4 separate regions of the Sus scrofa genome follow, and all the other regions are linked to region 1. The links are chromatin contacts, called in public HiChIP or PLAC-seq maps. All regions are on one chromosome and are shown on one strand. The core of a region is the stretch at or near the end of the contact, and the rest is flanking DNA. Distances in the headings are between cores, read along the strand shown. Region 1 overlaps PITPNC1 (phosphatidylinositol transfer protein, cytoplasmic 1). Region 2 overlaps PITPNC1 (phosphatidylinositol transfer protein, cytoplasmic 1). Region 3 overlaps PITPNC1 (phosphatidylinositol transfer protein, cytoplasmic 1). Region 4 overlaps PITPNC1 (phosphatidylinositol transfer protein, cytoplasmic 1).

The links. HiChIP or PLAC-seq counts read pairs in DNA pulled down with a chosen protein or histone mark.
Region 2: an H3K27ac HiChIP or PLAC-seq map of alveolar macrophages shows a contact between it and region 1. The contact joins two enhancer-like sites. A contact is called at or near these places in 1 of 47 Hi-C or Micro-C datasets (embryonic fibroblasts) and 2 of 2 datasets of contacts at active chromatin or transcription factors (alveolar macrophages and skeletal muscle).
Region 3: a contact with region 1 is called in an H3K27ac HiChIP or PLAC-seq map of alveolar macrophages. The contact joins two enhancer-like sites. A contact is called at or near these places in 8 of 47 Hi-C or Micro-C datasets (alveolar macrophages, blood, embryonic fibroblasts and 4 more) and 2 of 2 datasets of contacts at active chromatin or transcription factors (alveolar macrophages and skeletal muscle).
Region 4: a contact with region 1 is called in an H3K27ac HiChIP or PLAC-seq map of alveolar macrophages. The contact joins two enhancer-like sites. A contact is called at or near these places in 1 of 5 promoter capture datasets (liver), 4 of 47 Hi-C or Micro-C datasets (embryonic fibroblasts, fibroblasts, retroperitoneal adipose tissue and 1 more) and 2 of 2 datasets of contacts at active chromatin or transcription factors (alveolar macrophages and skeletal muscle).

What each region holds. Positions count from the first base shown.
Region 1 is chr12:14,009,662-14,015,627 of Sscrofa11.1, reverse strand. PITPNC1 (phosphatidylinositol transfer protein, cytoplasmic 1) reads right to left here. Exons shown (of 9, transcript NM_001143722.1): 9 at 57-700. The coding sequence ends at 384. Among named protein-coding and RNA genes, the nearest start is that of NOL11, 23 kb to the left of the region's middle. Within about 2 kb of position 2,742, at least 24 of the 83 cell types and tissues checked have an H3K27ac peak or open chromatin away from gene starts, as enhancers often do. A contact at or near this core is called in alveolar macrophages, liver and retroperitoneal adipose tissue, where this site is marked.
Region 2 is chr12:13,857,190-13,863,254 of Sscrofa11.1, reverse strand. All of the region lies in intron 1 of PITPNC1 (phosphatidylinositol transfer protein, cytoplasmic 1), which reads right to left. Among named protein-coding and RNA genes, the nearest start is that of PITPNC1, 120 kb to the right of the region's middle. Within about 2 kb of position 1,729, at least 5 of the 83 cell types and tissues checked have an H3K27ac peak or open chromatin away from gene starts, as enhancers often do. A contact at or near this core is called in alveolar macrophages, where this site is marked.
Region 3 is chr12:13,813,997-13,820,298 of Sscrofa11.1, reverse strand. All of the region lies in intron 1 of PITPNC1 (phosphatidylinositol transfer protein, cytoplasmic 1), which reads right to left. Among named protein-coding and RNA genes, the nearest start is that of PITPNC1, 76 kb to the right of the region's middle. Within about 2 kb of position 1,393, at least 24 of the 83 cell types and tissues checked have an H3K27ac peak or open chromatin away from gene starts, as enhancers often do. A contact at or near this core is called in alveolar macrophages and retroperitoneal adipose tissue, where this site is marked.
Region 4 is chr12:13,834,348-13,840,483 of Sscrofa11.1, reverse strand. All of the region lies in intron 1 of PITPNC1 (phosphatidylinositol transfer protein, cytoplasmic 1), which reads right to left. Among named protein-coding and RNA genes, the nearest start is that of PITPNC1, 96 kb to the right of the region's middle. Within about 2 kb of position 3,388, at least 5 of the 83 cell types and tissues checked have an H3K27ac peak or open chromatin away from gene starts, as enhancers often do. A contact at or near this core is called in alveolar macrophages and liver, where this site is marked.

The DNA.
Region 1 (5,966 bases), core at 1,493-3,992:
ATTTCAGGTCGGATGGGAGGAAACTGACTTCCGTTTTACTACACCTTGTAACACAGTGGTGCAAAGTTTTCGTTTATTGGCCCTCAGAGTCCACACCAACCTCATCAAATGCCCAATAACAAGGCTTCCTCCCTGGCATCCAGCTGTGCTACAGAAGATCCCTTCTGTCCTTTGCCAGTCGTACATTTTACAGCTAAAATGAAGCTGTGTGGCACACTTAGGGAATCATACTCTATGTGAAACCACATGCACACTCGAGAGATCCAAGGAACATGTTTGAGTGACAAAGCAGTCTCTTTCTATATCAGAAGATTCTTTAAAAAAAAAAACAAAACAAGACCCCAAACCAAAAATATAAACCCCCATGAAATATTCATATGAAGTTACTCTGATTTGGGCCGACATGGCTTATCTGAAGAATGTATGCCAGGTAAATTCAGGGTGGCTTTTTTCTCAGGGTCTGGAAGCGTGAGAGTTTCTGGGGCAGACTTTTTCCGGGGCCGATCTTTGGGAACCGATAGAAATTCTGGTGCATCTGTGGAGAGAGGAGTGGATGGAGCACTAGAAGGGGCACTGCGGACTGAAGAAGGCAGGAGGGGGATGCTGGAGATAGAAATGGCAGGTGGGAAAACGCCAATTTTCTTGTTGGTGGCTTCCTGAGTGGCTCGTTCAAATTCTCGGACCTCATCCATTGTCATGTCTTAAAGGAAAAGAAATAGAAAGAGAAATGAGCAGGCATTTAGAAGAGTTGCAAATGGATTCATTGCTCTGCCTGTTTTTTTCTTTTTTTAAAAAAATGTTTGGCTGCACCAGCGGCATGCAGATGTTCCAGGGGCTAGGGATCGAACACATACCACGGCAGTGACCTGGGCCACAGCAGTGACAGTGTGGGATCCTGAACCCATTGAGCCACCAGGGAACTCCTTTCTGCCTATTTTTAAAGGACCTATCAAAACCCCATGATAAAGGCGTCTCTCCAGATTGTATGTCCAAATTAACATCCAAATACTAAGGCTTAAATTTTTTTCTTTTGGATTGGGGCGAATGTCTGAAAAAATAGTCCTTTGTGAATATCCATCTGAGATTTTCCAAAGCACTCTTCAGTGAGTATTTCAAGTATTCGGAGTAAGAACTTATCAGGAGAGTACAGATCTGTGCCGCTGCTATGTATGTGTCTGTGTGTGTTGTGGGAATGGTGGGTGTTGGAGCTATTATTAGACCTGGCCATCCTTTCTATAAAGGGAAAGTAATTAAGCAATCAATGGCCCCCGAATGATACATATTATTACCTACTTCAGCTTATGAAAATACTAGTATACCTTTGTAGTGTAAACAGGCAAATCGTCAGAATTTCTCCACATGCTCTTCTCTTACTCAACGCATACACTTTTTGCATTCTAGGGGTTACTTGTTTCCTGACTGTGTAGCTATCCTAAGATTTTTCAGATGCTGTGTTTCACTTACTTCACCTTAAAAAAGCAAGTATGATATGACAACAACCAACCAACTCTGCTAATTATCCCCAAACCAAGGAGAAAACAAACAAACAAACAAAAAAACCAACCACTCCTCAAGGAAACACGAAAAGAAAAAGAGCAAAGAACAAAAAGAGAGGATCACTTCATGGGTGAGAATTTTATTTAAAAGAAAAAGGAGCATTATTTGGCGTTCAGGAAGTAGTTCAGGGATGCCTCACTTAATAGGCATTGCCAAGATGATGTAGATTTTCCGAAAACCTGAAATGTTCTTACTACGTGAGGAAGAAAAAAAGTGTTTTAAATGTAAATCTTTCCCTCATGTAAATACATTAAATAATGTATTACAGACATTTCCTACCTTTTAGACATAATACTCTGAAAACATATCACTGTGCTATGATACAGTGATGACTTTGCTAAAGCAAAGAGTTTGAGGTCTCGTCTCTCATTCTCAGGAACTCTATTAGTATTGCTACTACAGTTATTGTTAATTACTCTCAGCCTGGCTACTATCCTCTGCCAACTTTATCACTGCTAACGGGGAAAACAGGTAGCTGGGCTTATTAGAAAAAGCACTGAGTGAAGGCCTAAAGCTTGCCCTTGAGTAAAAGATGAAATTGGCTGCCCCATGGAACTCTTCATCTGTTTCAGCTTCCCAGACACCCATTTTTCATTCCTGTCCTCTCCCAGGGGAACCTTCAGTAGAGGATGGTGCATAAACTAGTAGGAAGCAACACAGCCACTTTGGAAATATTAACTATGGAGTAAATACTCATAACACGGTATTAATAATAAAGACATATACATAATTATGTATGTTCATATCACAACATATGAGCAAACCAGAAATATTGTTTGAAAAGCAAAAATCCTTAAGAGGATTTCCTGGGAATGGTTATTAAAACTTTCTGAAAGGGAAACGTTTTTTACAAAGGGAATAAAAAATCATGACTGTTGATAGAATATAAAACTCAGAATATAGCAGGAAGTACTTGACCTGTAACCTTACCACTTAAAAAAAATACCAAGACTGTTAAATAAGCTAAGAAATGAGATTTAAGTTTTTTCAAAAAGAGGTATTTCAAAACAAATTTTGGACTCCGAAAAAATTTAGCTGTGTTTCTGTTATAATAAATGGATATCATCTTTGAAAAACCAGGTTTTCCATGCAAGTGGCTGAATATAGTGCTCTACTCCAAACATCCAGCAGGGGGCAGAAATCACCCAAGGAAGAGAATTCGGATTCTACACTCTGGTTCACAGTCTCTTAGAAGTTCTCTTCCTTCAAAGTATTGAAGCCGCTCAGTTGAAAAGGAGACTGTTATTTCCTTACTGCTGTGGCCATGGATGTTCATTTTGCCTAATTTCAATCTAGTTTATCTCTACGCAGGTGGATGATTTAAACTTACCGAGCATCCATGCCGTTTTTACTTGTTATGGGCAGCAGCCTTTTGATTTCAAGTTTTCCATTACGATAGAGAAGAAAAATACGGAGAAAGAAATGATGCCCAATTTGATGGAATTCCAAAGAATAAGAGACATGTGGTAAGCATTCAAAGATAACCACTTCGTGTAATTCCTGAGGAGACAGACGTCTCTGAAGTTATGGGAAGGACTGTGCGTTGCAGCCAGAGAACGCACAGGCTTTCCCACGGGCAGACCCATCCCAGGTATCTCTACACAGTAGACTTTCTAATAGTAATAATCACAGTGAAACAGAAAGAAAACCAAAGAGCCTCAAGCTGTAAGCCATAAGAACTCAGAATGAGGAAAGCACTGCGTCACATCCTTTGGCCATGAGGCATCTTCCTCTTTCCCTGGCTTCCTTTGTCTTGTGCTTACAGAGTGAGTAGCTTTCAGAGCTCGGCTGAGGGGGGGAAACGGTGTCTAGCATTCCTAAAGAAAAGGTCATTCAAAGTGATGGAAATTCAAGGACAGTCTCCTTACTGAGCATTTCTAACTTCAGAACAGGGCAAGAGGAAGGGGGGTGTTCTCTTGGAACTGGTCGGTGCCTACAGAGGAACTTCTCAGTTAAGTCTGGTCCAAACAGCTTTCTGCAAATCCAACCATGGCATGCAAAACGGGAAGGAAGAGTCAGGGGCATTTCAACCTCAAGGGCAGTCACATGCAGTCTACGGCAGCGCATGAGCCTTACAAGGCAGATTCCAAAGACATGCACTCCAAAGTCCACTAGACATTTCCCACGTGCAACCAGAGGTCTCCACAATTCTAAAGCGCTTACAACGACAGCCACCTCTCAACATTCTATAACCACGTGGTCAATTTCTTAAGTCTCTACTAGGTATTAACAGACATGCGGGCTCAAGCTAGCACCCAAAGACATCACAGCTCTGGCCAAAGATGCATATCAATGACTTGGGGATAACGTTTTTCTTTGTAACTCATCTTCATGGGAATGAATGACTGAGACAGAACTCTAGTTAAGATGCCAGCGTACACCACACAGTCAGCTCTTCATCACCCCTGTGCCACTAAATAATGTCAGGCTCTCCCAGGCTTAAGTCCCAGGCTGGATCTCATCTGGCTCCTCCTCACCACACCTTCACTGCTCTGCCAGTGGGCACTTGGACAGCAGCCCCATCTGGACATGAACCCAAGTCCCAAGAAACTGGTTGGATTAAGACAGCCATAAAGAGCCATAGAGAGCAGTTCAAAGCAAATGTAAAGAAACCTAAAATACCAGATGAGCCACAGCCCTCCCTTACATGAATGACGGAGTGCTTGCTGTGCCTTCAAAAGTTACTGGCATTGATGTTTTAGTTTTCACACGACATCCGCTTTTACCCCTCTGTTCTTTTGTGGCGCAGGCCACAAAATGTTTCCACTCTCTGTGTTCTTGGTTTCCTGACCCAAACAACCCCCCACGTCAAGCAGCTTTAAAGAATGGAAATGTCTGGAAGCAAGAGCTAACACTGTCCAATGGAGACCCTGCTGAGGTTTTTTTTAACCTATGGCCTCTGGGAGACGATGCTTTTTTTGTGGACGTTTGAGACGTGAGCGTTTGAAGTCACTTCAAAGATCTGTTTACGTGTACGTTTGGTCAAAGGTGGGCAACATGTTTCAAAAATTCTACATACACTTGTTTGGGTCTGGCTCTCTATGTGATCCACAGTGGAGGAATGCTGATTGCAAACTTTTATGTTGGTTTGTTCATGCATGTTTTTCTCGTATTCCCGAACATCATCCATTGTCATATCTGAAAGAAGGTCAAGACGTTGGCAACTTCTGTTATTAAAGGCAAACTTTCAATGGGGGGAGACTTTAGGGAAAGATGGCAGCTTAGCAGAAGCCAGAGAGAGGTGTCAAAGCAGGGGATTCACTAACTTTATGCGGAGTCAATCATAAAGTTAGCTCAACCAGCCAAAGGGAGAGTGAATACAAGGGCGTTAAGTCAAAAGAGTCTTAGAACTGAGAAGAGTGGAAGTTATTGAGGGGTGATTCTTGTCAAGTGAGCTAGGTGGGTAGGAAGTGTTAGCACGTGGACAGTGCCGTAGCCTGAGATCTCCTAAGAGCATGGTTAGAAGATCCCTTTGAAGGACAGGGCCAGGTCTGTGTGGTTTAATACTTACCTTCCATATACCTTTCAAAATACATTTAGAGGTTCTTTAAGACAAGGCATTCGACAACAGAGAGGACACTTTCATTGCTATTTATAAGAGACATGACATAGAAGTCAGAGAAATGTTGCTCCCCGGTACCCGTGAGATTTGGTGCAATGCTCGCAGAGATGTATTTCTGCACAGAATGCATGGTGTCAGAGAGTGCAGGTCTACACTGAACGTCAAGTCTAGCCTAACAGCTTGGAGCTGGCTGGCACTGCTTCCACCCACGCTGATCTATAAATACAATGGCACGTGACATGATGATTTTTTGGCCCGAGTATGCAATTTTTCAGTATTTCAGAATAATAATTTCTTAATCCAGTGGTTTAAGAAACACAGAGGACAATTTTGCATTGTCACAATTGGGGTGGAGGTGCCACTGGCATGTCGTGGGGAGAGGCCCTGGATGCTGTGGCACATCCTGCAAAGTGTACAGTATTCCCCCTGCCCCCAACAAAGACTTATCTGGAACAGAATGTCAGGGGTGCCAAGGTTGAGAAACCTCGTCTAAACCCAACTGATAAAAAACTTAAACAAACAACCTGTTTGTCTTCAGTATGTGAAGTGCATAAAAATCATAATTAGTCTCACTTTAAATACTTCTGTTGCTTTATCCTCCACTCCCCACTCCACTCCTTGGTTGTTTTATAACATTTTATCAGCAATTTCCCCAGATGGGCATTCCTCTGTTGCTCTCATGGCAGAATTTAACTTCATGCCTCTTTACCGTGAGTTATCAGTGCTCGACAATTCGTTAACCAGTCTACCACCTTGATCACTAATTAGCCTGGTGGGGATTTAGAGTGGGGATTTACAGCGGAAAATTTTCCTTAAGTATTTTCTGCATCATGTGGTTCGGTGTCTT
Region 2 (6,065 bases), core at 480-2,979, 150 kb after region 1:
TAAAAGCTGCCACACACAAGAGGGTGTGGAAGAAAGGCAACCCTCCTACACAGAGGTGGGAATGTAAATTGGTACACCCTCTATGGAAAACCGTATAGAGGGTCCTTAAAAAACTAAAGATAGAGTTATCTTATGATCCAGCAATCCCACTCCTGGACATATATCTGGAAAAGACAAAAACTAATTCAAAAAGATACGTACGTCCCAATGTTTGTAGCAGTACTATTTACATTAGCCAAGACATGGAAGCAACCTAAGTGCCAATCAACAAACGGATGGATAAAGAAGGTATGGTGCATATACACAATAGAATACTACTCAGCCATAAAAAAGAACACAATAATGCCATTTGCTGCAACATGCTGCAACTAGAAACTTCAATCCTAAATGAAGTAAGCCAGATAAAGACAAAAACGACACGATATCACTCACATGTGGAATCTTTAAAAAGTGACACAAATGAACTTATTTACAATACAAAGATAAGCTCACAGACAATGAGGAGTTAAACATATGGTTGCCAAAGGGAAAGGTGGGGGCTAGATATTAGGAGTATGGTATTAGCAGATATACACTACTACATATAAAACAGATAAACAACAAGGATTTATAGTTCCCTGTATAGCATGGGGAACTATATTCAATGCCTTGCAATAACTTATAATGGAAAAGACTATATACACACACACATACACACAACTGAATCACTTTGCTATACACCTGAAACTAACACAATATTGTTAATCAACTCTGTGTCAATAAAAAGTTGTTTTGGGAAAAAAAAGGAAAACAGAGGGGGAAAAAAGCTTCCACACAGTGCTAACTTTTCTAGAGGCAGCCTGATGCTAAAGTATTTATACTTATTTAATCCTCACAACCACCCTATGAGGTAGGCAGTATTTTTATCTCTATTTTACAAATGAAGAACTGGTGCACGGAGAGGTTGAGTAACTTGCCAACGTCACCCAGCTAAAAAGTAGCAGAGCTGGGATTTGAATCCAGGTAGCCCAGCTCCGGGATCCACACTCCCCTGTCTCTGGCATTAATCGCCTCAGCCACTTGCTTGACATCTCAATAAAAGCTATTTATTTATAAGGCTGGGTGAAAGTACCCTGGGAAGTAAAGTGACTTTCTTCACTCCTTCATGCTGCTGACAGTTTTTGGTTGATATTAGAAATTTTTTTTAAAGAGGTGGGAGACAGCAGTGCCAACAAGAGCGAGCAGAGAAGAGAAGAGGCCACAGGGGAAGTTACCAGGGGGGGACAGAATTAGAAGCTAAGAGCCTAAGGTCCTCGGCCCTGCTTCTGGAAACTCTCCCTCCTACACAAATTGTGACACACAGTAATTAAAGGAAGCCTACCCACCCATACAAGTCCTTGAGTTTTTAAAGTAAAAATGAAAATTAATGAGTCCATCTAATTTGGACTCACAAAACACGTGGGTGGAAGAAATTCCCACAGCTGACAGCTGATGTGACAGTTATTTCGCGAAAAGGAATAGAAACTCCCAGCCTGTCTTTGGATGTGAATGTTTCCAAATGTGATTCTAAACTTTAGCCTGAAACAATATACAGGACAGGAGCTGCATATAGATATCCTAGAGGAGAAAATCCCCTGAGCTTCCCGGTCAAGCTGATGTGAGGGAAAGTGAGATGAAATAGCCACTTCTCCGCACCCTTCTTGAGAGCCTGCAGGAGAAAGGCAGCGGCTTGCTCTCTGCTCAGACACTCTTATCAATTGAAATTAGATTCCTAAAGGCATTGTGGAAAATTGCATAGTCACAGGTTTCATTAAGCCATTGCAATTATCTGAATCTAAATACACCAAAATGATAGATGCTACTACCCTTTTGACTCCCCCCACCCAAAGAAATGTAAAATCTGAGAACTACAGGTCTATCACCAGGTCCATAAGGCAAACCACAAACTCCTGTCCTCACTCCTAGAGAAAGGAAAAGACTAAAATTCAAAGATCACATCTTTCCTGGTTTTCCTTCTTTTTGACAAGCCTCCTCCATAATCCCAGAGGAAGACATTTCCAGAACTGCTGACAACCCCCAGTGGAGCAAGGCCTTGCTTCCTCCTCTTGGGCAGATGGTATTTGCATACTGACATATTGTAAATCTAGTCACCCAGGTAACGGCCTCCAGTTAGCAACAGCGCAATGAAGGTCAGCCCGATTCCTTCTAAAATTAGAAGCCAGACCAATCGGATTTTTAACTGTTCAAGGTAGGATGCCCGGTTAGATGGCAAATCTAATTCTGGAAGTGAATTTTTCAGTTGGGAGACTCAGCACTGTTAACAAGGGCAAGTTGGAGCATTTCCACATGATAATAAAATAGGTTTTGACACACAGGTGGAAGATTTTGGCTCTGTGACGCTGCCGTGCCCATCTGTGGCTGATCCTACTACGACTCCACTCCCTGTTAGTGGGGTTGTCCTGGGCCTTGCATCTCCCTTAATCTTCATAGGCAGTTGGTCCTTAAGGACTGGAGATTCCAGGCCAGCCAATCAGGCCTCCGGCAGTTGGCCACCTCTAGCTCCACCATGGTCCTCTCTCTGCCCCATCTTTCCCTCCCTCACAGGCAAACCGCCTGGTGCGGAATAAGACCCATCTTTCCCAGCTCTTTGTGTTGGCCCACACAGATCCCTCCTACCTGGGATTTGCTCCCTTCTTTTCTTTCCTCGACCATGGAGAACGAAGGGTCTTGAATAGGTTTCAAGAAACCCATGAACTGTGCACAACTCCCTGCACTGTTAACTTCTCAAAAGGTCGCATCCCCCCAAAATATTAAGAGCACCAGCTGTCTAATCCACCGCTGGTATCTGCACTGGCATTTCCCATAAAGACTTCAAGGGACGTCCATTCCTTGGCTGGAATACAGTGGGGAGAGGTGAGCTGCACACGCACCTATGTGTGGGAACAGAAGGTCAGACAGAGTTGGATGGGAATTTTTAACGTGGGCCTTCTCTGGGCCTTTGCTGTGCTGACGTGCACCATGAACCACTGATTTCATGGGACACTTCTTAATGTCCGGAGTGACACCCCAGGAAAGCCGGCTTTACTTCAGATGACAACTACCACGTCATGCACTGCTTTGTGTTCTTCTTCCATTAGTGTTTTGAGCTATTTTTTACTCCATTATTTTTAGCAATTGCTAGAAATCTTATCATTGCACTTATCACTTTGTGTTGTGCCTTTTTTTTTTTTTTTTTTTAGCTGTGCCCACAGCATGCAGAAGTTCTGGAATGAGGGATTGAACCCACACCACAGCAGCAACCTGAGCCACAGCAGTGATGCCAGATCCTTAACCCACTGAGCCACCAGGGAACTCAGTTGTGCTTTTTTTTAAAAATATCATTTATACCCATATTCTCTACTAACTGGAAGCCACTTGAGAGTAGAGTACACAACCAGATCTCTTCATATCCCCAGTGCCTAGCTGACCAGAGCTTAGACACTCAGTATATGTCAAAGGAAGGACCAAATGAACGAATGATTGATTGAGCTTATCTCCCTAACTGGATATCAGGCTCTTTCAGAATATAAACTACATTTTAAACCTCTTGTGTTCCCATAGCACCTAGAAAACAGCTCTTCATAAGGCAAAAGAGTCAATAAAATTATTAAAATTTAAATCCATTAGAGAATATTTATCAAACATCAATTATGTCCTGGGAACTAAGCTATTAAAATGGTCAAATATAGTCCCTGCAATCAAGGAGCTTAGATTCTGGTAAGGGAAAGAGACATATAAACAAAAAATGATGATAAAATATAAACTTTTAAATATATAAGTATAAATACATAAAGGAAGTGCAAGCTGCCTGGGAACACAGGATGGAGCCCTCAGATCTGTGTGTGCTTGTGGGAAGCTGGAAGGGGTCAGTGCTGCAATGCTGAGATTTTGACTAGTGATCTGCCACCAGGGACTGACCACTTGGGTCCTCAACTGGCCATGCTAAGCCACATTTTGGGGAAAAACTGTCCAAAAGGCTGCTCCAGCTGAGGCAGTACTCACACTAGCTCTGGCCTCAACCCAACAGGCTCCGAGCCTGGTAAGTGGGCCTCCCGGCCTGGAAGTGGTGAGCCCTGTTGCCCAGGGAGGGCCGTCCTGGAGGATAGAGCCAGGCAGGCAGCCTAGCTTCACTCTCTCCAAGTCCACAGCCAACACTTGACCCTCTATGTCTTACTACTCTGAGTGTTAAGGATGGGAAGTCCAGAGAAAGGAACACACGAAGGAAAAAGAATGGAAGCACTTCTCTCTTCCCTGGGAATAAGGGCACCGCTGGTCTCACTTGCCCATCTGGATTTCCACCCAAGAATGCCAGGACTCAGAACCCTCGGTTTCACGGGGAATCCTAAGAAGCAGCATGCGAAGAAAAAGAGACCATGCCTCCAGACACAAATCCAGTAAGTGTTCCTCCTCTGGATCCTCCCAAAAAGGTTCTCCTGCTCTTTGCAGGAGGGAGTAACGGGTACAACATCCCCAAACCCAGGCCTTGTTATTTTTTCAAACTTCCAGGTTAAGGTTGAGAACCACTGGGATAATGGAGCAGAGAGGGGCCCTTGAACACCCAGTAGGGGAAGATTGTTAGGACTGAATCACACACGGGTCACATTTCCAGGGGCAGGTCAGGTCAATGCATAAAACCAGTGGCTAAAATGAACAGATTCACTTTCTCAGCAAATTAAACACATGGGACAATCCTTCACTTATACATAGAAAAATGTATAGGATTGTTCCCGTTGTGGCTCAGCAGTTAGCGAACCTGACTAGCATCCATGAGGATGCAGGTTTGATCTCTGGCCTCACTCAGTGGGTTAAGGATCCGGTGTTGCCGTGAGCTCTGGTGTAGGTCACAGATGTGGCTCAGATCCCTCACTGCTGTGGCTCTGACATAGGCCAGTGGCTACAGCTCCAATTGGACCCCTAGCCTGGGAACTTCCAAATGCCGCAAGTGCGGCCCTAAAAAAAAAAAAAAAAAAAAAAAAAAAAAAGAAAGAAAGAATGAATGAATGAATGAAAAGAAAGAAAAAAAGAAAAGAAAAATGTTTGCCTTAATATTTTTGTCTTCGTTTCCCACTTTTAGTAGAGACATGGGTACCAGGGTATGTTTTTCTACCTTAAGGAAAACAACAAGGCAAGTGTGAAGATGAATTACAAATGATAACCAGATGCGAGGGAGGGAGGGAAAGAATGGTGGGACGCAGAAACCTGGAGGGCCATGCCCCGTCTAAAGGGGGCTGCAGCCACCATGCCCTAGGGGATGCTTGTCAACATTTCCTATTACACAAGAAAAGCTGGAAATCTAGAGTTTTTAATATGAGTAACTTCTAAATGTTGGCTGGAATTAAAAACAGGAACAGCAACTCACAACACTATAAACATGAGAAACTGGTGAGCTACATTTGGCCACATGCGTTTGTAACTTCTGATTACATGTAACTCTGTTACAATGAAGAGAGAGAACAGATGTGCACAAGCTGAATAATACTGGAAAGTGTTATATTCCAAAGTCAAGCTGCCTCATTAATGTGGATGCCCCAGACAATTATGGGAATGGAGAAGATATAAGAACACTGCAAATGTTTTAGCATGGCTCCATTTCCAAAGGCTTCCTCCATATCCTTCACCATTTCAATATTGATACTGGTCAGAAAGCATATGTTAGAAAACAAAGAGTACACTTTATTACAGCAATAATAACAACACTTAGTGCTTCCTGAATGTCTACGCGGTAGAGTACAAAGCAAGGACTAAGTGCTTTACTAACAATTATCCCATTTAATCCCGACGGCAATGCTTTGTTGTAGGCAAAATTACCATCTCAGTGTTCAAATGAGGAAACTGGGGCAGAAAAAAGTTAGGAAAAATTATCAAAAGTCACACAAGTAGGTGGAGCAGCTGGGAATCACCCCAGATCTTCCCACCAAAAGTCCTGAGCTGGACATCATTCTCTCCAGCTCTGAGGCAGGAAGTGGAGAAAAATGAGGAATTAAAGGGCATAATCAAGTAGATGCCAGGGGAAGAATTCAAAGAAATACAGATGGCCAATAAACAAA
Region 3 (6,302 bases), core at 144-2,643, 190 kb after region 1:
TATATCAAAAATTTATTGATTTATTTAGGCCACACCCACTGCATGTAGATGTTCCTAGGCCAGCGATCTAACCTACATCACAGCAGTGACATGAGCCACAGCAGTGATGATGCCTGATCCTTAGCCCTCTGGGCCACCAGGGAACTCCAAAAAATACATACATTTAATTCAAATGACTGTATGCTATTCTATTGCTTGGATTTATCGACATTCATTCAAGTAATTTTTCATTGTTGGTTATTTGCATTTCTTTCCTTTTAAAAATTCTGTTATAAACAACGCCCCACGGAGAACACTTTCGTACACAAATCTTTACATAACCATCTGGGTTTGTCCCCCCCCACATCTCTAGGGTCAGCAAATCTGTGCAAACAAAGATGTGCCCTCTTTCTGAGGATTTGCATTGTCGTTATGTCTAATATGTATTTGCAAGGTTGCCTTCATTCATTATATTTTGGAATGAACTCTTAGTCACGTTTCGGCAAACAGAAAAACCAAACCAAGTCCAGCTCTCCACCCAGGACCTGGGATGAGTAACCGACTCCCCCAGCAGTGGGATCAGGCAAACTCCCCCTGCACGGTGCTGGCCCAGCTACTAACACGCCTAAAAGGGAAAGCAATAGTAGGCCTTGTTTCCCGCTGACAAACCTTGATCTACATCTGTGTTGCCAATTACTTGTTCAACAAACCTGTTACTTTTTGGGAAATAATAAATAATTCAGAGAAAGTCATTTTGAATCCTCTGACATCTGTTGCTTGTATGACTCTGAATTATTCATCAGTGAGCATAAACCGCATTAATTAAAGAAAAGGACCGAGGCAAACCATGGAAATAGAAATGAACATTGCAGGAGAAAATGCCTTTACCCAACCCGGGCTTCCCTCATCACTGACAAATATCCAAAGGGCCCGCCAGTCCTTGGAATTGCAAGGAACTGGGAGACTCAGGCATCAGAAAGCAGAATGTAAATGAGGAACACAATTTCATGTTTCCAAATTTATTTTTCCTCTCCTTTACAAAAATCTCCCTCTTGGCTGGGATCCTTTTCTACCTGCTCATCCTCTGGGTTGGAGAGAGTGTCTTGGTTTTCCAACAGAGAGGAAGTTTACCAAGTGAGGTGCAAGAGAGTCACCAGATCAAGCCTTGCTGGGCTCCTCTGGACACGGAGATTTAGATACATCATGGAAGAAGTCCCCCCAAAGACAGGACAGCTCAATTCATCTGGCTGCGACCGCCTGATCATTTATTTCCATGACGATATTGGCGCTTCCTCTTGACAAAGCGCTTTCTTGTGGGAAAGAGCAAAAGAGAAAAACCTTACAGCCTGGCTGCCGAGTCTACACAGGTGGCTGTGGGCTACCCCTCCCCCCAGTCTGTCTCCTGCACAGGGAGGGTGACTTTAGATTCCGTTAACACCCTTCACTACATAAGAGCCTTCGGAATCAGGGTGGGTGGCAGGGAGGGCGCCCCCCCCTCCCCGTGACAGGAAGGAAATGTGTTACAAGTTTACAAAGCGCTGTTGGTAAACAGATGCCTCCGTCCAGAGGTGGGGCCCTGGGTTTCTCAGGGACCAGAAGGAGCAGGCCTCTCTGGAAAGGCAAGGTTGGGGAGCCGTGACCTTGGGTGGTTTGAATCAGGGGATTTTCAGAGAAAACTGTTCCTTTGTGTGGCTCCGGCGAATTGCTCAGTAATGATTTCTGGGCTCCGAGGTAACCTGGCCTCCGTCTCCCCCAACTCCGGTACCAGCTGCTGGGGTTGCTGTGGGCAACAGAGGAGAAACACGGGGCAAAGAACAGAGCAGCCGGAGGAGGAAGGGGAAAAAAAAAAAACAAAAAAACTAACCAGACTGAAGAAAGCCACAAAGCCCATTTGGGGTCTTTTCAAAACCTCTGAATTCAGAGACATGACAAGCAACTGGCAAGGTCTTCTTACCCGTGGCCACTAATGAATGGCTTCTGAGCCCAAATAATCACTCCAGTCTCTGCAGATCTGACGCACAGAGACCTCCCAACACTTTCAGAAAAAGCGAGACACAGACCCCCTCCACGCACTTTTGAATCCTCTTTCAGGAACACCCTTTCAAGGGATTTCACAAACCTCCCCTGTTTTTTTTCCCACTTTGGTCTGTTGTTGTTTTGTTCCTTCAGGGAGGAAGGTTGGAAAAGGGACAGGAGATGGGGGAGGGGAGTTTGCCCCGCTCAGGATGGCCCCACATCAAAGGGGGCTTGTGGTTAAAAATGGCGAAGGACGGGCTGGAAAAGAAGCCAGGCGCTCAGTTTCCCAAAAAAGAGGCTGAACAGGGATTTCTGTGTCTCTTTCAGGCACTCACTACCCACAATGCAACTATGGATTTAGAAAAGATCACTCAGCAGCGGATTTGAAGACAGGAACTCAGAAGGATCCCTTTTTGAAAGACAATGGATGGATTTGCTGGGTTAGAGGCCCCTCCACCGAAAGCCAAGTCCAGCTGGGATGGGCGAAGCCTGTTTGTAATGTCAGAATTTCCCAGATGCCCACACAGCCTTCATTTCATTCCAGTATTCAAAAAAAACATTGGCTGAGTACTTTCTCTTTAGGGGGAAAGAAAAGGTGCTGCCTCCTTCCTCTACAATCCAAGCAGTGTCTAAGCTAGAGGTAGAGAGAGTCTTAGGGGCTGAACACAAGGGCTAACGAGGGTGGGCTGGGGCATCGCTATTAACAGGAAGAGCCTGGAGCACCCAGACTGGGGTCTTGGTTTGCTGACGTCGCTACAACACATTCAAAAATTGAGGGCGGTGAAAACATACTCTACCTGGGGGTGCTGAGCAAGAATTTTAGGGGGGAGGAGGGGAGCACACGGGTTCTCAGTTTAGGACACAGGTGGAAGCCGCAGGGCAAAGGGAAGCCAGGGCCCTAGATGGAGGCCCCCAGTCCTTGAATGTTGTCTGAATGGTAAAAATAAAACCCAGAGTCCCCAGTGGAGATACCAACGAGCAGCTCAGGAAACTGCCTCAGAGGCAATACCTATTGTTTCCAAACTTCACCCAGCACAGGAATTACCTGGGAATCTTGTTACAAGGCAGGTTCTGATTCAGAGCATCTGGGATGAGGCCAGAGATTCTGCACGTCCAACAAACTTCCAGAGGATGCTTTGCGGCTGCTCCGTAGACCATACTCTGAATTGAAGAAGTTCAATCCAGGAAACACAGTTGAATGTGTTGACTGTAGTTCTTTTTTTTTTTTTTTTTTTTTTTCTCCTTTTTTTCTTTTCCTTTTTATGGCCACACCCAAGGCATATGAAAGTTCTAGGCCAGGGGTCAAAGAGGAGGTGCAACTGCCAGCCTATACCACAGCCACAGCAATGCAGGATCTGAGCCGCGTCTGAGACCTACACCACAATTCTTGGCAACACCAGATCCTTAACCCACTGAGCGAGGTGAGGGATCGAACCTGCATCCTCACAGACATTTTGTTGGGTTCCTAACCTGCTGAGCCGCAATGGGAGCTCTAGAATCGCTGCAGTTCTAAAAGGGAAACCCATGACCTAGTCCTTGCCCTGCTTAATTAAATCAGTATATATGGCAGTGAGACCCACCAATGGGATTTTATTTTATTTTTTAAGTTTCCCAGGTGATTCTTCTGTGCAATGAGAGTTGCGAACCCTGCTGCTTGGACTAATTCTGGCTCTCATTATCCACTAGATATGTGCACTCAGGAAACTTAATCTCTAGGAATCTCAGTTTGGTATCAGAAAAAGGGGATGAAAGAAAAATGGCTGAAATAGATTGGTGCAGAAACAGATGTACAGTTATCTGAAAGCACTTTGAAAGACGATAAAATACAATGGCTATTTTACTGATCGAGTCTCAGTTTCCTTGATTAGAATGAGAAGTGTCCCTAACTAATCAAATTTCACAAATATCAGCTGCATGCTAATTCTATGGAAGAGACTGGTTTTTAGCTGAGATCTCCTGTTGTTCTGTTAATTTCCCAAAGCCCAATGCACTGGGAGTCTTTCTGAAATGACAAACTGACTCATAAATGGATTTTAGATTTCCAGGGGCATGCCAGACCGTACCTTAAAAAACCCCTCTAAAATTATATTAACTATGGATTCCTGGTACCCAGTGATGACTCGTGCCGATGCATGAAGCAAATCCACATTACCTCCGCCTTTTTTATGAAGTGTAGTTGATTTACAGTGTTGTGTCAATTTCTGCTGTACAGCAAAGTGACCCAGTCGTATATATATACATACATACACACACACACATTGTTTTTCTCATATTATCTTCCATCATGTTCGATCACAAGAGATTCCTCTCCTTCCATTCTTCCTCTATGCTGCCCATCCTGAGCTCCCTGGGGGCAAGGCAGGTCCTCTGCTTTCAGTTTTCGACTTTCTGTGCAATAAATAAAGCTTCAAAGTGCATCAGTTCTGCCAGCCACCAACAGATGGCAACAACGGTCGTGCAAGGTCACTCCAGCCTCGGCCTTGGCCTTGTTCCGTAATCTCTGTCGTGTTTGCTATGTTTGAAATGCAGTGTCTTGTTAAAAACTAACTGAAGGTTAAAAAAAAAAAAAGTCAAAAGGCAAGTGTCTTTAGATAATAAAACGAGAGCTGTAAAGGTGTAAGAGTCCCAGACATCCTCGGCTCGCGGAGGAAACAACTTTACCAGCAGGTAACGGGGACCCCAGCCAGGTGAGTGTCACGTTGGGTTCAGAACTAACGAGCTTTCAGAAGCTCACCTGTGAGGAGGGCGTCTTGTCCCTGGCTGACATCACAATGAACTTGCTTCTCAAACCCACAGAGAAACCACACAGAAAGAAAACAACCCACCACTACAAGGCAGGGCAAGGTGGTTACAGCAACACGTGCCAGAACAAAACCCCTCTGAGAACCAGAACTCCATCTCCTCGTGATTCATCGGCTTGTGAGCTAAGAACTGTCAGCCCATCAACTGTTCCCAACACACCCGACCCCCGACCCCCCACATCCCAACGCTTATCAACCAAGGCCAGGCTGATGTTCAGGCCAGGCAGCTAAGATCTGTGTAGGAACTCAAGTGAATGCCATCATCTTAGTCTTTCAAAAGGAGTGCTCAGGGAGTTCACCTGTGGCTCAGCAGGTTAAGGACCTGGTGTTGACACTGCAGCAGCTTGGCTTGCTGCCATGGCACGAGTTCCATCCTTTGCCTGGGAACTTCCATTTGCCTCGGACACAGCCAAAAAAAACCCCCAGTAGTGTCAGGAATTCTGTGGATGGCCAGAATACTGAATGTTATTTGAGATCTGTGGTTCTCAGCCAAGGGCAATTTTGTTCTCCGGGGACATTCGGTGCCACTGCCTCCAACTGGGTGGCACAGGAAACATTCTGGGGGTTACACAGGGGAAGAAGGGGAGGATGCTATTGGCATCTAGTGGATGGAGGTCCGGGACACGTCTAAATGCCCCTAAGATGCACAGGACAGCCCCTCACCACAGCAAATGAGCCAGTCCAAATGTCAGTAGTGCTGTGGTTCAAAAAAGCCTCCTCTTAGAGGCCAGGAATGTCGGCCAAGGAAATTGAAATTTCAAAAGTCAGTTCCCTGCTGTCGTCACAAGAAAACATCCTGACGGAGAAGACAAAGCTAATTAGTGGGAACTCCCTCCTGGAGTCAAAATCAACCCTCCCAAGCTTTTCTTTGTCCCTGTTTTTGAGAACAGGGTGTCCCTTGTTTTTGCCAACAACCCCTCCTCACTGGACGTCATTCTCACCAGCCTCCTCAGCAGCTTTGCTCCCTCCACCGTGCCCTCTTTCTCACCACCTCCCTCCACGTGTCTTAAAGAGGCTGTTCTCCCCTTTTATTTTTTATTATTTATTTATTTATTTATTTTTGCTTTTTAGGGTTGCACCCGCAGCATATGGAGGTTCCCAGGCTAGGGGTCAAATTGGAGCTGTAGCTTGGCCCACAGCACAGCCACAGCAACATAGGATCCAAGCCACGTCTGCCACCTACAGCACAGCTCAGGGCAATGCCAGATCCTTAACCCACTGAGCGAGGCCAGGGATTGAACCTGAAACCTCATGGATACTAGTCAGATTCATTTCCACTGTGCCATAATGGGAACTCCAAGGCTGTTCTCCCCTCTTAAAAAAACATCTCTTGGAGTTTCCATCTTGGCTCAGGGGTTAGTGAACCTGACTAGCATCCATGAGGATGCGGGTTTGATCCCTGGCCTTGCTCAGTGGGGCAAGAATCCGGCGTTGCCATGAGCTGTGGTGTGGGTTGCAGACATGGCTTGGATCCCACGTTACTGTGGCTGTGGTGTAGGCTGGTGG
Region 4 (6,136 bases), core at 2,139-4,638, 180 kb after region 1:
TGCAGGATCCAAGGCGAGTCTGTGAGCTACACCACAGCTCACAGCATCTCCAGATCCTTAACCCACAGAGCAAGGCTAGGGAATGGAACCCGCATCCCCATGGATACTGGTTGGGTTCATTTCTGCTGAGCCACAATGGGAACACCCAATCTATGTATAACTTTTGATTAAAAAAAAAAAAACCCACTTATTCACTTTTGACATTATCACCTTCATCCTTCTCATCTCTGTTCTAAATAGAAATAATTCTGCTAACCTCCTGTAGTAACACTAATGCTTTCAATCACCATGTATGAGTCTGCGTTAAAATCAATTGAGAAGTCTGGCAGAAATGAAAACATTATTTTCTAGAACAAATTGCACCTAATGCTCTTAGCAAGGCTCAACCTAACTTGGTTTTTGGACCCAATCTAACTTGGTTTTTACAAAGACAAGTAATAACTTTTATATGACTCAACTTAAAGAAAGCCAGGAATGGGACTTAGACGCCTCTTAGAACTAGTTAAAAATCTGCATATTTGGGGAAATTATTGCATGCAATAGTAGGAGGAAATGGAGAAGAAAAATAAAGGAGAAGGGGAAATGTCTCCCTTACAAACGTGTTTGTTAGAGGGGTGGTATTTTGAAAATATGTTCTTCCGGAGTTCCCGTCGTAGCACAGTGGTTAACGAATCCGACTAGGAACCATGAGGTTGCGGGTTTGATCCCTGCCCTTGCTCAGTGGGTTAACGATCCAGCGTTGCTGTGAGCTGTGGTGTAGGTTGCAGACGCGGCTCGGATCCTGCGTTGCTGTGGCTCTGGTGTAGGCCGGTGGCTACAGCTCCGATTCAACCCCTAGCCTGGGAACCTCCATATGCGCGGGAGCGGCCCAAGAAATAGCAACAACAACAACAACAAAAAGACAAAAGCCAAAAGACAAAAAAAAAAAAAAAAAAAGAAAATATGTTCTTCCCCTACCCCCTGCCAATTCAAGTTGTGCTCTCTGGCATTTTTTTTTCCTCTAAGGACACATATTATACTTGGCACTATTCCAAAAATGCTTTCTGTAATTCTGCAACATTTTCTTCTCAAAATTCAATTCTCAGCAACACCAAAAATTCAGAATTTCCAAAATCCTAAGCCTAAGAAATGAGAAAGTAATTGAATAAAAGAAGCCAGTACAGCAATAGGCATGTTAAAAGAAGCTCAACATCGCTAATTTGAGAGACATGAAAATCAAAACTATGAGGTAACACCTTACACCGGTCAGAATGGCCATCATTAAAAAGTCTACAAATAACAAATGCTGGAGAGCATGCAGAGAAAAGGGAACCCTCCTACACTGTTTGTGGGAGTGTAAAGTCATATGGTCAGTATGGAGGTTCCTTAAAAACCTAAAAATATGAAGCTCCCTGTGGCACAGCATGTTAAGGATCTGGCGTTGCTGCAGCTGTGGCACAGGTTCAATCCCTGGCCAGGGAATTTCCACATGCCATGAGTGTGGCCAAAACAAACACACAAACAAAAAACTAAAAATAAAGTTGCCATATGACCTAGCAATCCTACTCTTGGGCATATATCCAGAAAAGACAAAAACTCTAATTCAAAAAGATACAGGCACCCCCATGTCATAGCAGCACTATTTACAATAGCCAAGACATGGAAGCAACCTAAGTGTCCTAAGTGACAGACGAATGCTAAAGAAGATGTAGTACAATGGAATCTTACCCATAAAAAAGAATGAAATAATGCCATTTGCAGCAACATGAATGAATGGACCTAGAGGTTATCATATTAAGTGAAATCAGATAAAGATTAATATATATATCACTTATACGTGCAATCTTAAAAAATGATTCAAATGAATTTATTTACAAAACAGAAATAAACTCACAGACATAGAAAACAAACTTATGGTAACCAAAAGGGAAAGCTGGGGAATAAATTAGGAGTTTGGAGGTAACAGATGCACACTACTATGTATAAAATAAACAACAGGATTTATTATATAGCACAGGTAACTATATTCAACATCTTCTAATAACCTGTAATGGAAAAGTATCCAAAGAAGAATAAATATATAACTGAGTCACTTTGCTATACACCTGAAACACAACAGTGTAAATCAACTATACTTCAATTAAAAACAAGAAAAAAAAATGTCTATATCCAAAGACATTTATTTCTATGGTACCTTTTAAATGCTGCTTATATGTGTTCAGTTTTTCAAGGACAAAAACCTCTCTATCACTGTCACTGTGACAACATAATAGAATTAGCTAAAAGTACTCTCCCTGTAAGTTGCTAAATATATTATGCCCAGAGCTGTTTCAGTCAGTATTGGTCTGTTATGCCATGGTAACAAAGCACCCCAATATATCCTTGGCTCAAAACAGCCAAAATTTACTTCTTGCTCAAGCAAGTCAACAGGGCTGCTCTGATCCTCTGTGTCACTCAGGGACACGGGCTGACAGAGCAGTCATCACCTTGAACTTTGCCGGTTACCATACAAAAGGGGAAGAGAGAACGCTTGATGGGCCCACACGAACAGGCAAATGCTAAACGTGGCACTATGTTGTTGCTACAGCTCATTGGGCAGAACAAGTCACGTGTCCTCGCCCAGCCACAGAAGACCAGAAACACAATTCTCTCATGTGTCCAGAATGAGAGAGAACCAGAAGTATCTGAACAACAGCAACAAACAATAACAGATAGCTTTTCAAAAACACTAGAAATGAGACTATTAAATGGGCTTTTGTGTGTGTGGTTTTTTGGGGGCTGTTTTTTTTTAAGTGTATTTTGTTGTCAAAATGGATGTCATATTCAGGAATTCCATCTGGCTGACAATACTAGATGTCAATTTCTAGGTTGAGAAACCTTAATCCCCATCAAATTTGTCTTTACAAGTTCAGGTTTGCAGCCCAAATCCATAAACCATTCTGTCTTTTGTAAGCATTTCCTGAGCCCTAATAACTACAAAAACAAACTCTCACTCTTTGATTTTTGATAGATGCTTGCTTTACAAGAAAGGAAATGTGACTAATTATTAGGATCTGCTGCATTAGTAATGGCACCAAATTTTTTCTATTTTATCTCATTATTTTGACATAACAGGATGCCAAGCAAGAGAAATGTCTAGCTCTTCAGGTTATCTAAAATAATCTGAGCTAAAATCCAGATGTACTTGGCCATTAATTTAAAAATCAGAAATGTGATTTTCCCAGTTCAATCAAATGTCTAAATGGAGAAAAATGTCTTCGATGTTATCGAAGACATCATTCTGGCTTTCTTAAAGCAGAGTTTATATTGACTAATACATAGTTACAAATCGCTAACTCACATTTAATTGCATATAGAGTATGCGATGCACAGTTGCCCAAGTCATTGGTCAAGACAACCCCTGAACACGGGCTGCATATTCTAGAGTTGAGCGGGTTTTCCCTTCATGTTGCAAGAATTCTAAAGACAGACCTCATTAGATTGTCTTCTCTTTTTTCATTTATCTTGACCAGCTAGATTCAAGGTTGTAATCTGATTCTGACATGAGCTAGTGCTTGGCGTGGCTTCCCCCAGGAGCTGATGCTGAGAAAAGAACTCAAGTGCAAGCAATGTATTTGGGACACGAAAGGAATGGGGAGGTGATGGAGGGAAAGGAAAAAAGAAATGGTACGTTTCGAGCCGATTACCACTCTAGGTAACTGAGGGGAACTCCACAGGTGGAACCTGCCAGAGCCATGTGGTTGCACCTCTTAGATTTACCCATCAAAAAGCACCAGGAAGCTGGGGTATTTATTCATCAGCTCTGTCAGTCATTGGTTAGGCTGCTCCCAGGAAGCATTGCATCATGGGCAGCAAACTGATCTTTAGGCAAGAAAAATCTTCAAGCAAAGAAATGCAGGTGCTGTACATCAGAAGTCAGGCCAACATGCATTGAAGTGGTAAAGATGAAGGAATATGGCAGGGCACTGACAGCATCTGCTAGAGCTACTAACTCACCTGGTAACGGCCACCAGGTCCAAGTCTAACTCCAGCCAAATGCCTGCTATTGGTCCCTAGGAGCACCCGTATTGTATCATGCATGACTGACTGCGTTTCATGAACTAGCTATGTTAAAATAGCAGCAGCCCAAGGTGCTGATATTTTTAATAGGCTTAGTAAGAATAAAACGAATGGTAAGCCAGAAATAAAAGGTTAAAACGCACAAAGCTACCGTTTTATAGCAAAAGCAACATTTCCCAGAGTGAAAACACTTGATCCCCACTCTATCATGTCATCTTGTTTTACTGTCTTTTCATCTTTTATCACTATCAGAAATTACTTATTCATGTATTTTATTTAGGAATTTACTTGTTTGCAGCTGTTTCAACCACTTAGAATGTGAAAAGAGAGACCCTGTTCATAAGTGTAACCCCAGCACTTGGCATGTGGATGCTCAATCAATAGTAGCTAAATAAATGAAAGAAGATCTCTGCAGACTACAGGCTCTGACAAGTCCTTTATCATAGGTCATGGTGACTTTATTTACCCTAGCCTGTCTCAAGTTCATTTGACCGTGGAATCCTTTTATCCTGGAAATTAATTTTTCCTGGGAACAAAGTTTGAGAAATGCTAGTCCAGAGGTGCCAAAGCCAGCAAGACCGAAAATAACGTTAGTGAGTGTGACATGGCTAATAAACTGTAGGATACACCGGAAATATTCACTTCTAGAAGTTCAAGAGACTGAAGAGGTAAAGGCCGCTCCTTTTTTTCTGGCCTCACCCACAGCATGTGGAAGGTCCTGGGCAGGGATCAGATCCCACACCACAGCAGTAACCCGAGCCTCTGCAGTGACAATGACCCCCTGTGCCACAAGGCAACTCTCTAAAGGCCACTCTTTAAGAAACAGAAAACATTCACAATACATGTAAGTAAAATCATTATAGTGTTTGCCTTAAGCTTATACAGTGTCGTATGTCAATTATAACTCAATAAAACTGGAAAATTAAAGAAACAAGTAAGAGTCTGGTCTTCCATGGGTGGAGGGGAGGATTTGCAATAACATGGGTGGACCTAGACAATCACACTGCGTGAAGTAAGAGAAGGACAATATTATATGATATCACTTAAATGTGGATTCTAAAAAAAAAAAAAAAGATACAAATGAATTTACAAAAAAAAATAGACCCAGAGACATAGAGAACAAACTTATGGTTACCAAAGGGGAAGTGGGGAGAGGGATAAATTAGGAGTTTGGGATTAACGTATATACACTACTATATATAAAACAGATGCGAGTTCCCATCACGGCTCAGTAGTAAAGACCCTGACAAGGATCCATGAGGACAAAGGTTCAATCCCTGGCCTCCCTCAGTGGATTAAGGATCCGGCATTGCTGTGAGCTGTGGTGTAGGTCACGAACGAGGCTTGGATCCTGTGTTGCTGTGGCTGTGGTGTAGGCCGGCAGCCGTAGCTCCGATTTGACCCCTAGCCTGGGAACGTCCATATGCCTTGGGTGCAGCCTTAAAAAGACAAACAAACAGCCAGATAACCAACAAGGATCTACTGTATAGCACAGAGAACTATACTCAATTTTTTATAATAACCAAGGGAAAAGAATCTGAAAAATTATTTATATATATATATATTTATGTGTATATATATATATGTGTGTGTATATATATATATATATATATATACATACACATGGAGTTCCCATTGTGGCTCAGGGATAACAAACCCAAGTAGTAGCCATGAGGATGTGGGTTCAATCCCTGGCCTCACTCAATGGGTTAAGGATCCATCACTGCCATGAGCTGTAGTGTAGGTTGCAGACATGGCTTGAATCTGGCGTTGCTGTGGCTGTGGCATAGGCCCGCAGCTGTAGCTTCGATTCAACCCCTAGCCTGGGAACTTTGGCCCTAAAAGGGGGGGGAAGTGTGTGTATATATATATATATATAATATATATATATATGTGTGTGTGTGTGTGTGTGTGTGTAAATATATACATACATATATATATATATACACACACACATATATATATATATCTGAATCACTTTTCCATACACCTGATACTAACACAACATTGTAAATCAACTATCCTTCAATTAAAAGATAAATCAGAGGACACTATGATTGCTCAAATTGCTCAAAAAAAAAAAAAAAAAGGAAAAAAA